2 separate regions of the Sus scrofa genome follow, and region 2 is linked to region 1. A link is a contact called in public HiChIP or PLAC-seq data. All regions are on one chromosome and are shown on one strand. The core of a region is the stretch at or near the end of the contact, and the rest is flanking DNA. Distances in the headings are between cores, read along the strand shown.

Region 1 (5,510 bases), core at 1,108-3,607:
CGCACGGAAACAAATCTGACTAGTATCCAAGAGGATGCAGGTTCGATCCCTGGCCTCGCTCACTGGGTTAAGGATCTGGTGTGGCTGTGGCTGTGGTGTAGGCCGGCATCTGTAGTTCCAATTGGAACCCTAGCCTGGGAACCTCCATATGCCATGGAGGTTGGCCCTAAAAAGCAAAAAACAAACAAACAAACAAAAAACCCCCACAAACCTCCCAAACAATGAGATACCTCTTCACATCCATAAGAGAGCTATTATTCTTTTAAAAATGCAAAATGGCAAGTGTTGGTGAGGATGCGGAGAAACTGGAACACTTCTACTTGTGTGTGGGAATATGCATGGTGTAGCTGCCACGGAAAAGAGTGTGGCCGTTTCTTCCAAAGGTAAACACGGAGCTACCACGTGACTAGCAGTTTCACTCTGAGGCCCACACCCGGGAGAGTTCGAAGTGGGCGTCCACACAAAAAAATGTATGGGGATGTTCACGGCAGCACTATTCGTAGTGGCCCGAAGTGGCAACAACCCCGACGTCCGTCAGCGGATGGGAGCATAAACGAAACGGTGTCCACCTGCAGAGCGAATAGCTTTCCACCACGAAAAGGAACGAAGTCCTGACACGTGCCACCGCGTGGATGAACCTGCCATTGTGCTTAAGTACAAGAAGCCAGACGCAAAAGGCCACTTGTTCTGTGATTCTATTTATATGAAATGTCTACTAGTTTCAGGGTTGGCTGCAAGGGTGGGGCAGGGGAGGATAGGGAGGGGCTGCTGAATGGATACAGACTCTTTTTGCCGTGATAGAATAGTCTAGAATTAGCTAGCGGTGATGGTGGCACACCATTGTAAAGATATTTCAAGCCACTGAATCGCACACTTTACGAGCATAAATTCTTTTTTTTTTCTTTTTTTTTTGTCTTTTTGCCTTTTCTAGGGCCTCTTCCTGGGCATATGGAGGTTCCCAGGCTAGGGGTCGAGTTGGAGCTGTAGCTGCCGGCATACACCACAGCCACAGCAACCCCAGATCTGAGCCACACCTGTGACCTACACCACAGCTTATGGCAACGCTGGATCTCTAAGCCACTGAGCAAGGCCAGGGATTGAACCTGCAACCTCATGGTTCCTAATCGGATTCGTTAGCCACTGAGCCACATCGGGAACTCCATGAGCATAAATTCTTAACGTTGACCAATTACCCCTTCTGCGGACCAGGTACTGGGGTAGGAAGACCAGCCTGTTGCTTCTACCACTTGGACCAAGTTTGGGGGTTGAGGCAGGTATGGCTAGTCTCATTTTACCAGCACTGAGCATCCAGCAACCTGTCCCAGGCCCAAAGTCACACAGCAGTGATTTGGGGGCTTGGATCCACTTTGACGATTCATTCCCAAAGGGTGGGATTGATCCCCAGTGTCTCACTCTGGGGACCAGCTTGACAGCACCTCTCCCACCCCCTGCTTCCCTTCTCCCCCTCACTCCCCCGCTCCCGAATCCACCCCTTGGCCCCAAATCCTTGTCTCAGGTCTAGGAGAGCCCAGCCTAAGACATTTTCCCTTGGTCATGGTTTTTTGTTTTTTGTTTTTTGTTTTTTTTTTGTCTTTTTAGGGCCGAAGCTGTGGCATATGGAGGTTCCCAGGCTAGGAGTTGAATCGGAGTTGCATCTGTGACCTACACCACAGCTCACGGCAACGCCGGATCCTTAACCCACTGAGCAAGGCCAGGGATCGAACCCGCATCCTCATGGATACTAGTCGGATTCATTTCCACTGCGCCACGACGGGAACTCCTTCCCTTGGTCACTCTTGCTGGGTATCCTTGGGCAGGTCCCTCAGTCCCCTGGAGCTTTTCAGGGAGGAACAGGGCGACCCGGGGGCTGAGCTCAATTACATCTGGATTATTCCTCTGACCAGGAAGATTGAGAGGGCAGATGAACTATTATCTATCCTACTTCTACCCCTCCGAGGGGTTCAAGCTAAACCAGGTCACAGCAGCACTGGGGAAATTTTCCAAACTAAATCTGACCACGCAGGGGCTATAACGGAGCAAATTTAGCTAGAAGCTCCATCCTCCTCCCGCCCTTCTCCCAACCCCCAAGACGCCTTTTTGGTCAGCCCAGGGCATTGGTGAGAGTGGGTAGCAAGAATGCCAGAAACGACAGAGCCCCTGCTTTGGCGTCCCAGGTGTCCCTGTGGCCCAAACTGTCAAACGATAATGACTTTGGGCTGGCCTTGCTTGGACTCCCCCTGGCCTGCCTAGAATGTTCTAGAACAAGACTGACAGATCTGGGGGCTACAGCTGGACCTGCCGTGTGGCAGATGGCCTCCCTTGGCTGGGCTGGGACTAAGCGTCTTCCTTGTACACACAGCTGACTGACCTCCTTCTCTGAGTGTGGACATGTGCGTGCGCGTGGGCGCACCAGCGCATTTGCTGGGGTTAGTGGCTTGTCTGTCAATGAGAAAGAAGCAAATAAAATACCTCAGGAGGGTGGGTCCCTGCTCTGTGCATTTAGGCCGCCAGCCTGGCACCTGTCCTGAGGACCCCTGGGCGAAGCCCTGGTTCCAGGAGGAGCAGGGCTGCCTGTGGGGTGAGGGTAGAGGGTGTCTTTGAGTCTGTGACCTTGGCCTCCAGGCCTTTGGGGGACTCTCCTGGGTGTCTGGCTGGCCTTGGCGAGCTCCGTAGGCTGCTGACGCCGCCTGGCCTGCCCGGGGCCGCCTCCCGCCTCTCTGCCACATTCCTTTTCGCAGACAAACAGATTCCTTTGCTCACTGGAACAGCCGAGCGGCAGGAGCAGCTGTGAAAATAAACACCCAGCAGCTGATTGGAGGGCTGCGGGCTGTTTTCTGGGGTCTGCCTGGGTCCAGAACGCCCCAGCCCCGGGGGGTACCCTGACTTGAACCCAGGAAGGGGAGGGTGGGCCAGTCCCTCTGCTGCCTGGGAGGCCCCAGCTCTGCTCCCTGGGTTTTCCTCACCAAGCCAGTGCCCAGGCGGCTCTTGGCAGGCCTGGTCCGCTCTCCAAGCCCCCGGACTGGCTGTGACCATCTCCAGCCAAAGCCAGAGAGAAAATATTTAGGGAAGGGCCTTGCCTAAGCAGTGTCGGCTCTTGGGTCATGGGGAGCCGTCCTGGGCCTCCGTCGTGGGACACCCTCGGGTTCCTTGAGCAGGGCAAAGCGGGCCACGTGGACCCTCCCTGACTCTGCGGGCTGTGACGATGGCTTCTTATAGTTCTGAGTCTCTTCCGCTGTGGGCGGTGAGCCGTGCGCATATCAGAACCGGGAGACTTTCCCTCGGAGGTGGGGAAACTGATGCGGGCGATGTCGGTGGCCCAGAACTGGTCTGCACGTGCTCTCTTCACTCCTTGTTTATTTTTTCTTTTTTGTCTTTTTTTTGCCTTTTTTAGGGCTGCACCCGCAGCATGTGGAAGTTCCCAGGCTAGGGGTCGAATCGGAGCTACAGCTGCCGGCCTACACCACAGCCACAGCCACACCAGATCCGAGCCGCGTCTTCGACCTACACCACAGCTCATGGCAGCGCTGGATCTTTAACCCACTGAGTGAGGACAGGGATTGAACCCGCAACCTCATGGTTCCTAGTGGGATTCGTTAACCACTGCGCCATGACGGGAATGCCTCTTCTCCCCTTCTTGGTGTGCAGTATACACAGTGTGGGGTCGCCAGCCACACAGTCAAGGCCCCGGCCGAGGGCTCTTGGCTTCGCAATCAGCATGCACGTTCCTTTCCCGTGCAGCCCTCCCAGAGCCCGGCCGTGTGGTCAGAGGAGGTTCTCCGGGCCCGAGACAAGCACACCAGCCACAGATGCTCTGCCAGGAACCCCTCAGCAGTGCCCGGGCCTCCCCATATGGAACAAGCCCCAGGGCTGTGTTTGCAACTGTCTATACATTTAAGCAACTAGTGTTATGAAGTCGGCTCAGGCTGCCATAACAGGGACCACAGACTGGATGGCTTAAACCACAGAAATGTACCGCCTCCCGGTTCTGGAGGCTGGAAGTCCAAGATCAAAGTTCCAGCAGAGCTGGTTTCTTCCGAGGCCTGTCTCCGTGGCTTGCGGGCAGCCGCCTCCTCCCTGTGTCTGCACATGGCCGTGTGTGTCTGTGTCCTCAACCCCTCTTCCAAAAAGGGCTTGGGACCCACCCCTGTGACCTCATTTTACCCGAATCACCTCAGTAAAGGCCCGATCTCAAATACTGTCACATTCTAAAGTCCCAAAGCATATATTTTTTGTGTCAGTCGAAGGTGGAGGGAATGACACGATTCAGCCCTTAGCACCTAGCCTCCCCCTGACCTACCTGAAAAGAAGAGGGGGCCGCTTCCCCTGGTAAATCCTGCTCTGTTGCTTTCAGTTCTCAGGGCCACCTGCCCGAGGCCCAGGGCCACAGATGCAGCCCAGCAGGAGGCTGGAATGTCAGAGCCAGAAGGCCGCAGAGGCCACCGGAAGCACAGGTGCTCACTCCTTATCTGGTGCAGGTGAGGGGTTGGGCCTGGAGAGAGGAGGGACCTGTCCAGTGTCCCCCAGCCCATCCTGGATGGGAGGGAACTCGTGTCTTCCGCTGGCCAGGTTGATGTCCCCTCTCTGCACTGTGCCACCTCTCTGCACCCTGGCCTGCAGGGCTGTCTCCCACCCTGATTCTTGCCTCTTCTGCAGTTTCTCTGGCCAGGCTCCCCCAGCCTCCCACCTGGCAGGGGCTAGTCCCGCAGCTTTCCTCCGAGGAGAAGTGGGGGGGCAGAAGCCTGCCTTCCTGGAGAGGGGTGCTGGCGGCAGTGGTGGAAGGCGCAGGGTCCGCCCCAGGCCCAGCTTTGTGGCCCCACTCTGTCTCAGCAGCGCCCCCCGGGAGAGCCGAGCTTGCTGTCCTATCTCCCTGTCTCCCCGTCTCCCAGGCCTTGAGGGCAATGAGGGTTGGGGCCTCTCGAGAAACAGACTCTGAGAAGGAGTTTCACATGCAGGGTGTTTACAAAGGAGGGGCCTTGGGATCCGCACTCGAGGAGGGGAGAGGAAGGAGCAGGTGCGGGCGTGGGCGGAGGGAGGGGCTGGGCTGAGATCTGGACCCACAACAGCCTCGGCCAAGCCCATAGAGCTCTGGAGCTCGCTGGCCCATCAGAGTGGCCCCTAGGTAACACCCTGCAGCCATCCATCAGTGGGTGTGGGCTTCCCTGGGAGGGTGCTAGTATCTGACTAGTATCCATGAGGATGCAGGTTCAATCCCTGGCCTCGCTCAGTGGGTTAAGGATCTGGCATTGCTGTAAGCTGTGGTGTAGGTCACAGATATGGCTAGGATCCCGTGTTCCTGTGGCTGTGGTGTAGGCTGGCAGCTACAGCTCTGATTGGAGCCCTAGCCTGGGAACCTCCATATGCCGCAGGTGCGGCCCTAAAAAGAGAGAGAGAAAAAGAAATGCTGGACCTTATGGCCTGTCTCCCTGGTCCCTCCATCCCCCACAGGGGCCCGGCACCCAGGAGGTGTTCACGAATTCCCTGTGGGGTGGTGGACACATCTGACGCCCCAG
Region 2 (5,510 bases), core at 1,197-3,696, 290 kb before region 1:
TGCTTAGGCTCGTGTCTGGGGACCGACGTGCAGGTTAAGTTCCCCTCCAAGGGGATTCCTGAGGATACTCCTGGGGTCTGCCTCCGTGGGTTCCTCTTTCCCTTTGTTACAGTTCTTTGCCTTCTGGGTTTTAAAGGATTCCATATGAAAAGGCTTGGATCTTTTTTTTTTTCCTCCCCCTAAGTGGGATCATTTATATGGTTAGGAATTGATTCCAGAACCCGTTTCTAGGTGCTCTTTGGCAAGTCCTCTCCTCGCTCTTTCGGGGGAGGAAACAGCAGCGGCTGGAGGGGAGAGACCTGGTGGGAAGAGGTGAGAGGGTCTGGCCTGCTGCAGAGGCCAGAGGTGCTGTGGTTTGTTTGATAGGGATTAAGTCCGGATGTTATGAGGTCTCAGTGTGGTTTTCAATAAAGTCTGCCAGGGATTGCTTCTTTTATATCGATACGTATTTAAAAAAATTACTAGCATGAGAAGAAAACCAGACCTGTATGGATCCAGGCCGGTAGTAAGCTACTGTGATCAGGTTTCCTATTCGACTCCCAGAGGGGAAGTCAGCGTTTGATTGAAGCTACACTTGGTTCTTGACTCTCTGGGGATGCCGGCTCTGAAACAGGAGCCCTCCCTTTCTCTCCTCCACCCCCCCCCTTTTCCCTTCTTCCCCTAAAAGCCTTTGTGCTGAAAGAGCTTCAGTAGGCATGAATCCCTGGTCCCTCTCTAAAGAATGCCTTCCAGCCTTTGCTGACATTGTTTTGTGAACAGTGGGTTTTACCAGGCCAGCAGTTTCCCCCCGTCTTAGCTCACTATTTTAGAGGTTAGACTCTGGCCAGGATGTGCCCAACTGCAGTGATTTCCAGTGTGTGTAGCCAGGGCCCTGCCTGTAATCTGAAGACACCTTAACCTTTGCCCTAGGTGCCCCTGGAGTGTGTGTGGGGGGGTGAAGGTGGGGCGAGCACAGCCGGGGGATTGTCGGTAAGGGTCTGTTTGTTTTCTCCAGCCCCAGAGGCCCGAGTGAGGGCTGGGTGGAGTGAGAGGAGTCAGAGAGTGCGTTCCAGCCATGGGTCTGATTTAAAACTTGGTTTAATTGGAGAAACTCTTAGGCATTTAACAGTTCTGTACAAATGCAAACTTGAAATAGCTCTAGGCCTACGTCATTTAGGAAAGAATAAATGAAGTACAGAAATGTCCAAACTATGTAAATCCTAGAGTTGTCTGCCCTCCCATAAACACATGACAAGTGCCAAGGCATTTCCAGTCAAAACACCCATGGAACCAGCAGCCTCCATCCTTTGTATTTATTATTTTATTAACAGCATTTTACACAGCGTTTAACGAGCACAGCCTGCCTGCTTTCCACCAGGGCTCTCGGCCGACCGAGGGGTGGAAAACAGATGGGGGCGATGAGGAGTGGTCTCTGGCGAGGTCTCTTCAGACGGGCAAGGAAAAGGAGCATTCGGGGTTTCTTTCTCCTGGCCCCCAAGAAAAGACGAGAGCCGGGCCTTGGAGGAAGAAGGCCCCTCTCCCTTCCCAGGAGCAAGTTGTGCCGAGGTGGCCTGTCTAGGCTCCGCTTCGATTCCAGAAGGTGTGAAGCAGGGTCCGCTCTCACGATGCTCTGCCCATCCGTTCTTGGTGCTCTTCAAAGAATAAGTATTTGTCTGCTGGCGTTATTCTATAGCCTGGTGGAAAGTTTATAACGAAAAGTAATGCCTTTCTTAAGTCATAAAATGAGCCTTGTATGATTATTTAATTAAAATCTATTTAAGGACCGATTAGGCGTGTAATTTGCGCTAATAATGACGATTATGGAAATGTTCGACTTAACCAAAAATCATAAAGGAGACATTTTGATCAGTGGGGCGACCAGTAAGGATTCTGGGAGTCGGACAATTTTCCGAAACCCGGGAGGCGTGGGGCCGCCGAAAGTGACGAGCTGCCTGGCCCCTGGGACCTGGCAGAGCGGGCTGGGAGGAAGCCCAGGGCAGGCCGGCCCAGGCTTTGCCAGGCAGAGCAAACCCCCCCCCCGCGCGCCCCCCGAGGCTCCTGGACAACCTGCCTTCCCGGCCGAGGAAATGGGGGAGGGGGGCTGCCGGCCCCGGGGCTCCCACCCGGCCAGGGGAGGGGGAAACTCTGGGAGAGAGCTGCCGAAGCGCCCTGAAGCCTCTGCGCGAAATGGCTGTGTTCTCTTGCTTTAACAATCAGCAGCGACACACGCACTGCTGCCTTGGCCAGCCTTGGCTGGAGCCTGGAGGGGTGGGGGGAGGAGGGGGGGGTCCCTTGTTCCGGAGAAACCTGCCAGCTGCCGGGCTTGGTGCGAAGGCAGCGAAGGCAGACACAATGCTGCTGTTGTTGGTTTGATCTCTAACTGTGGATTGTTAGTCTGGCTTTAACTATGTGGTAAGGGGGGAATGTGAAGGCTGTTTACAGCGAGTGCAAATAATGTGACAGCTGTTGGTGCACGAGCAGCGCTGTGCCTCCTCGGCGCTCACACAAAGCGCGCACTATGCAGGCCCGCGGAGAGCTGCCGAGGTGGCCGCCACTTTCTGGCCGGGGCGTCCTCGACCGCGAGGCCGCCAGCTCTCGGCAGCACCCCCACCCCGCGACACACATCTTTATGGCTCCCGGCATCAGCTGGACGCGGGTGCTGGCTGGTGTGTTGTGGTTTAGGGAACTCTGAGGCAGAGGTGGCAGGCGGAGGCCCACAGGGTCATGAGTGTCAACTGTCTGGAGGAGTTTGGCCGGGAGCTCCGGACCTGGGTCCTCCGTGGCTTGTGATCGGGTTGTTAAGATTTGGGCAAATAACTTTCAGCCCTAAAGCAAGCTCGTTGGAAAGAATGTATTATTAACTGAAGGCTTTCTGGAAATTGCAGAGCCTCTGAAGGCCGTTGTTCTTCCTCTGAAACGGCCCTGTTATTCAGACAAGTTCGAGAGCCAGGCGACCGCTGTGTTCTGTGCGCGCGGCCCTGCTTCCTGGATTGGAAACCCGACGGCGTAGGTTCGGACCCGAAGCGGGGGAGGGGCGCGGGCTGGCTTTCCATACCCACCTCCCTTTGCCTTCCCGCCCTAGCCTCACTTACCTTCAGCTGCAGGACCAACGGTGCTGTCTTGAGGTCTGCCCGCAGCGCCACCCACTCTGTGACTTAATCCAACTAGATGCCCACAGCCACAGGCCTTCTCTGAGTTCCTGGTCCTCTGCCAGGCACTGCGGGGAGGCGCCAGGGTGGGAGGGAGAACAGTTGGTGGGTGGCTGCAAGCCCTTGCTAGGCAGGTCCCGGAGATGCATGGCTGGCGGGCCCAAGCAGGCGGGCTCAGGATGGCCAGGGAGATGGGCCAGCCCCTGGTCTGTCCTGGGGCAAGCTGGCTGCAACCCCCCCCCCCCCATCTCAAGGTTGAAGCCCTCCAGCCCCGACCCTGGGGCTTTGGAGGATCATTTAGAGTTGACTTCATTCTGTATCCTGCCCTTCAATGTGACTTTGGCTCCTGGGTGTACAGCCTGCAGGATGTCTGCAAATTCGAGTCCATCCCCCCCACTCCCACCCCAACTGCCCAGGTCTACCCATTCTGAGTTTTAATGTGGACTTCTGCATCTAGTTGGGTTCCCTAGTGGGGAGCTGGGAGATGCTTCTGGAATGATACATGAACTTCGGTGCCAGTTCTATAAATTGGTCTCTTTTTATGACGTGTGCCATTTTCTGTAGGAATGTTGCTTGCAAAACGAGTTTCGCCTTGGAGGAAAGGCGGAAAGATAAACAAGCCTGCAACGCCAAAACACTGGCAGTCTTTCCCTCCTTCCAGCTCTCTTAAAGCAGCCGGGCTGTATTTCCAGGATTAGACTTGTGCTTGTGAGGAGGGACTCTGGTTGGCTTTTTTTTTTTTTTCCCAAGCAAATGCAAATTAGAGAAAAATAATTTTCTTTCAACGATATGCAATGTATTAGTCACTTGTTATCGTGCTCCGAGGCAGGCCTCATTTGCGCGTCTGCCAGCTCGCTCACATCTGCTCGGCGCTGTTCGGGGCATTTTAACCTTGGCGGTGTCGTGTCTAGTCCCACGGATCAAGGAGGAGTAATTAAGCTCTGAACAGCTACAAAAATTCACGGGCCCCCATGTCTACCGCAGTTTTCTCACAGCTTTGTTTGGGGTGTTCCCAGTTCCAAGGCTGAGTAGCAGACATGGGGTTCCTATTGTTCCTTGTAAAGAAAGTGGGAGCCCCTGTCCTCCCCTGACCCTCATCCCCAACCTTCCCAGGACTCCCAGGCAGCACACAATCAGCAGATTGCAGGACCCTGTGTTTTAGGCATCTCTCATTTGTAAAAACTTCCTTTGTGCTTCCTGTGTGTACTGATGGTTGCTGTTAATAGCCTTATGGTATAGCTTGTTCCTTGTGGGGGGCGGGGGGAGGGGGGCGTGCAGCAAGTGCTCTTTATTCCTACAAAGCCCTGGTGGAGACTGCAGCGCAGTGACACCTCCCTCTAGAGTTTGTGGTATATGGATCGTTTATTCTGGTTTTGCCCCCAGGTTGTGTAGACTGCAAGTGGGAACCCAGCCCTGCAGGGACCAGGCCCAAGCGGGGGAGGGCAGGGAAGAGACGAAGAGTGGGGTGATGAATTGCATTCAGCCTAGGTTTCCTATCCTGGGGTGCCTCCTGTTGAGGGACACCAGCTTCCAAATGGGGCCCCCCCTCTTGCATACACACGTGGTTGTGTGTGGCACAAGCGTGAAAGAAAGTGAAAGGAACAAAAAGCCGAGGCATGGCGACAGGGGAGAAGGGGAAGTGTCTGAGGTTGGTCCCTGACCTGGGGGGAGGCGTGGCTCTGCCTGTGGGAAGGTGGGGGGGGTACCAGGCGGGCCGCCCTCTCTTGGCAGCAGCTCTCCCGGTCCATCCTTGCTCGTGCCTCCCCCTCCCCAAGCCCCCAGCCTCCAGCCCCCTTTTACAGTTGGCTACACTTGGCTTACATCTGTGGCTGGGGAGACGTCCACGGAGAGAGCAACACCCCAGCTGGGCTGAAGGGAGCCCAGGACGGTGGCGGGGAGGGGTGTCTAGGGTCTGCTCATTCCCCTGGTGGGCTCTGGCCCCACGTCCTGGGTTCTCCCGGCGCCCACCCAAAGTTGCTTTTTGTCAGATACAGTGGCGAGCGCCCGGGAAGAGGGAGCCCAGAGGAGTCGCGGGAGGGGTGAACCGGGGTCGAGGATGGCGAGCTGGAGTTCCTGGAAGGTGTGGCGGGGGCGCGCGGCGGGGGCGGGGCTGCGTGCGCGCGCGCGCGGGGGCGGGGCGGCCCACGCAGGGACCTCGCGGAAGAGCCGGTAGACGCACGGGTGTGTGTGGTGGCAGAGAAATCCCTTTGTTGCCAACCGATCTCGCTCAGGTCTGAGGCCCCCTCCCCCACTCAACCGCCTCCGGCCAAGTTCACTCCCGACCAACCGACCAAACCGACCAGAGTGGCTCGCTTGCTCTATCCCGGCGCCCTGGGAGGAGGCTGGGAAGGTTCTGGTTGCTCGAAAGGTCAGGGCCAGCGG

Evidence for each region. HiChIP or PLAC-seq counts read pairs in DNA pulled down with a chosen protein or histone mark.
Region 2: a contact with region 1 is called in an H3K27ac HiChIP or PLAC-seq map of skeletal muscle, with 3 times the contacts expected there. The contact joins two enhancer-like sites. A contact is called at or near these places in 1 of 47 Hi-C or Micro-C datasets (embryonic fibroblasts) and 1 of 2 datasets of contacts at active chromatin or transcription factors (skeletal muscle).

Annotation. Positions count from the first base shown.
Region 1 is chrX:35,509,193-35,514,702 of Sscrofa11.1, reverse strand. No RefSeq gene overlaps it. Among named protein-coding and RNA genes, the nearest start is that of BCOR, 380 kb to the left of the region's middle. Within about 2 kb of position 2,357, at least 19 of the 83 cell types and tissues checked have an H3K27ac peak or open chromatin away from gene starts, as enhancers often do. A contact at or near this core is called in skeletal muscle, where this site is marked.
Region 2 is chrX:35,799,492-35,805,001 of Sscrofa11.1, reverse strand. All of the region lies in intron 1 of BCOR (BCL-6 corepressor), which reads left to right. Among named protein-coding and RNA genes, the nearest start is that of BCOR, 89 kb to the left of the region's middle. Within about 2 kb of position 2,446, at least 24 of the 83 cell types and tissues checked have an H3K27ac peak or open chromatin away from gene starts, as enhancers often do. A contact at or near this core is called in skeletal muscle, where this site is marked.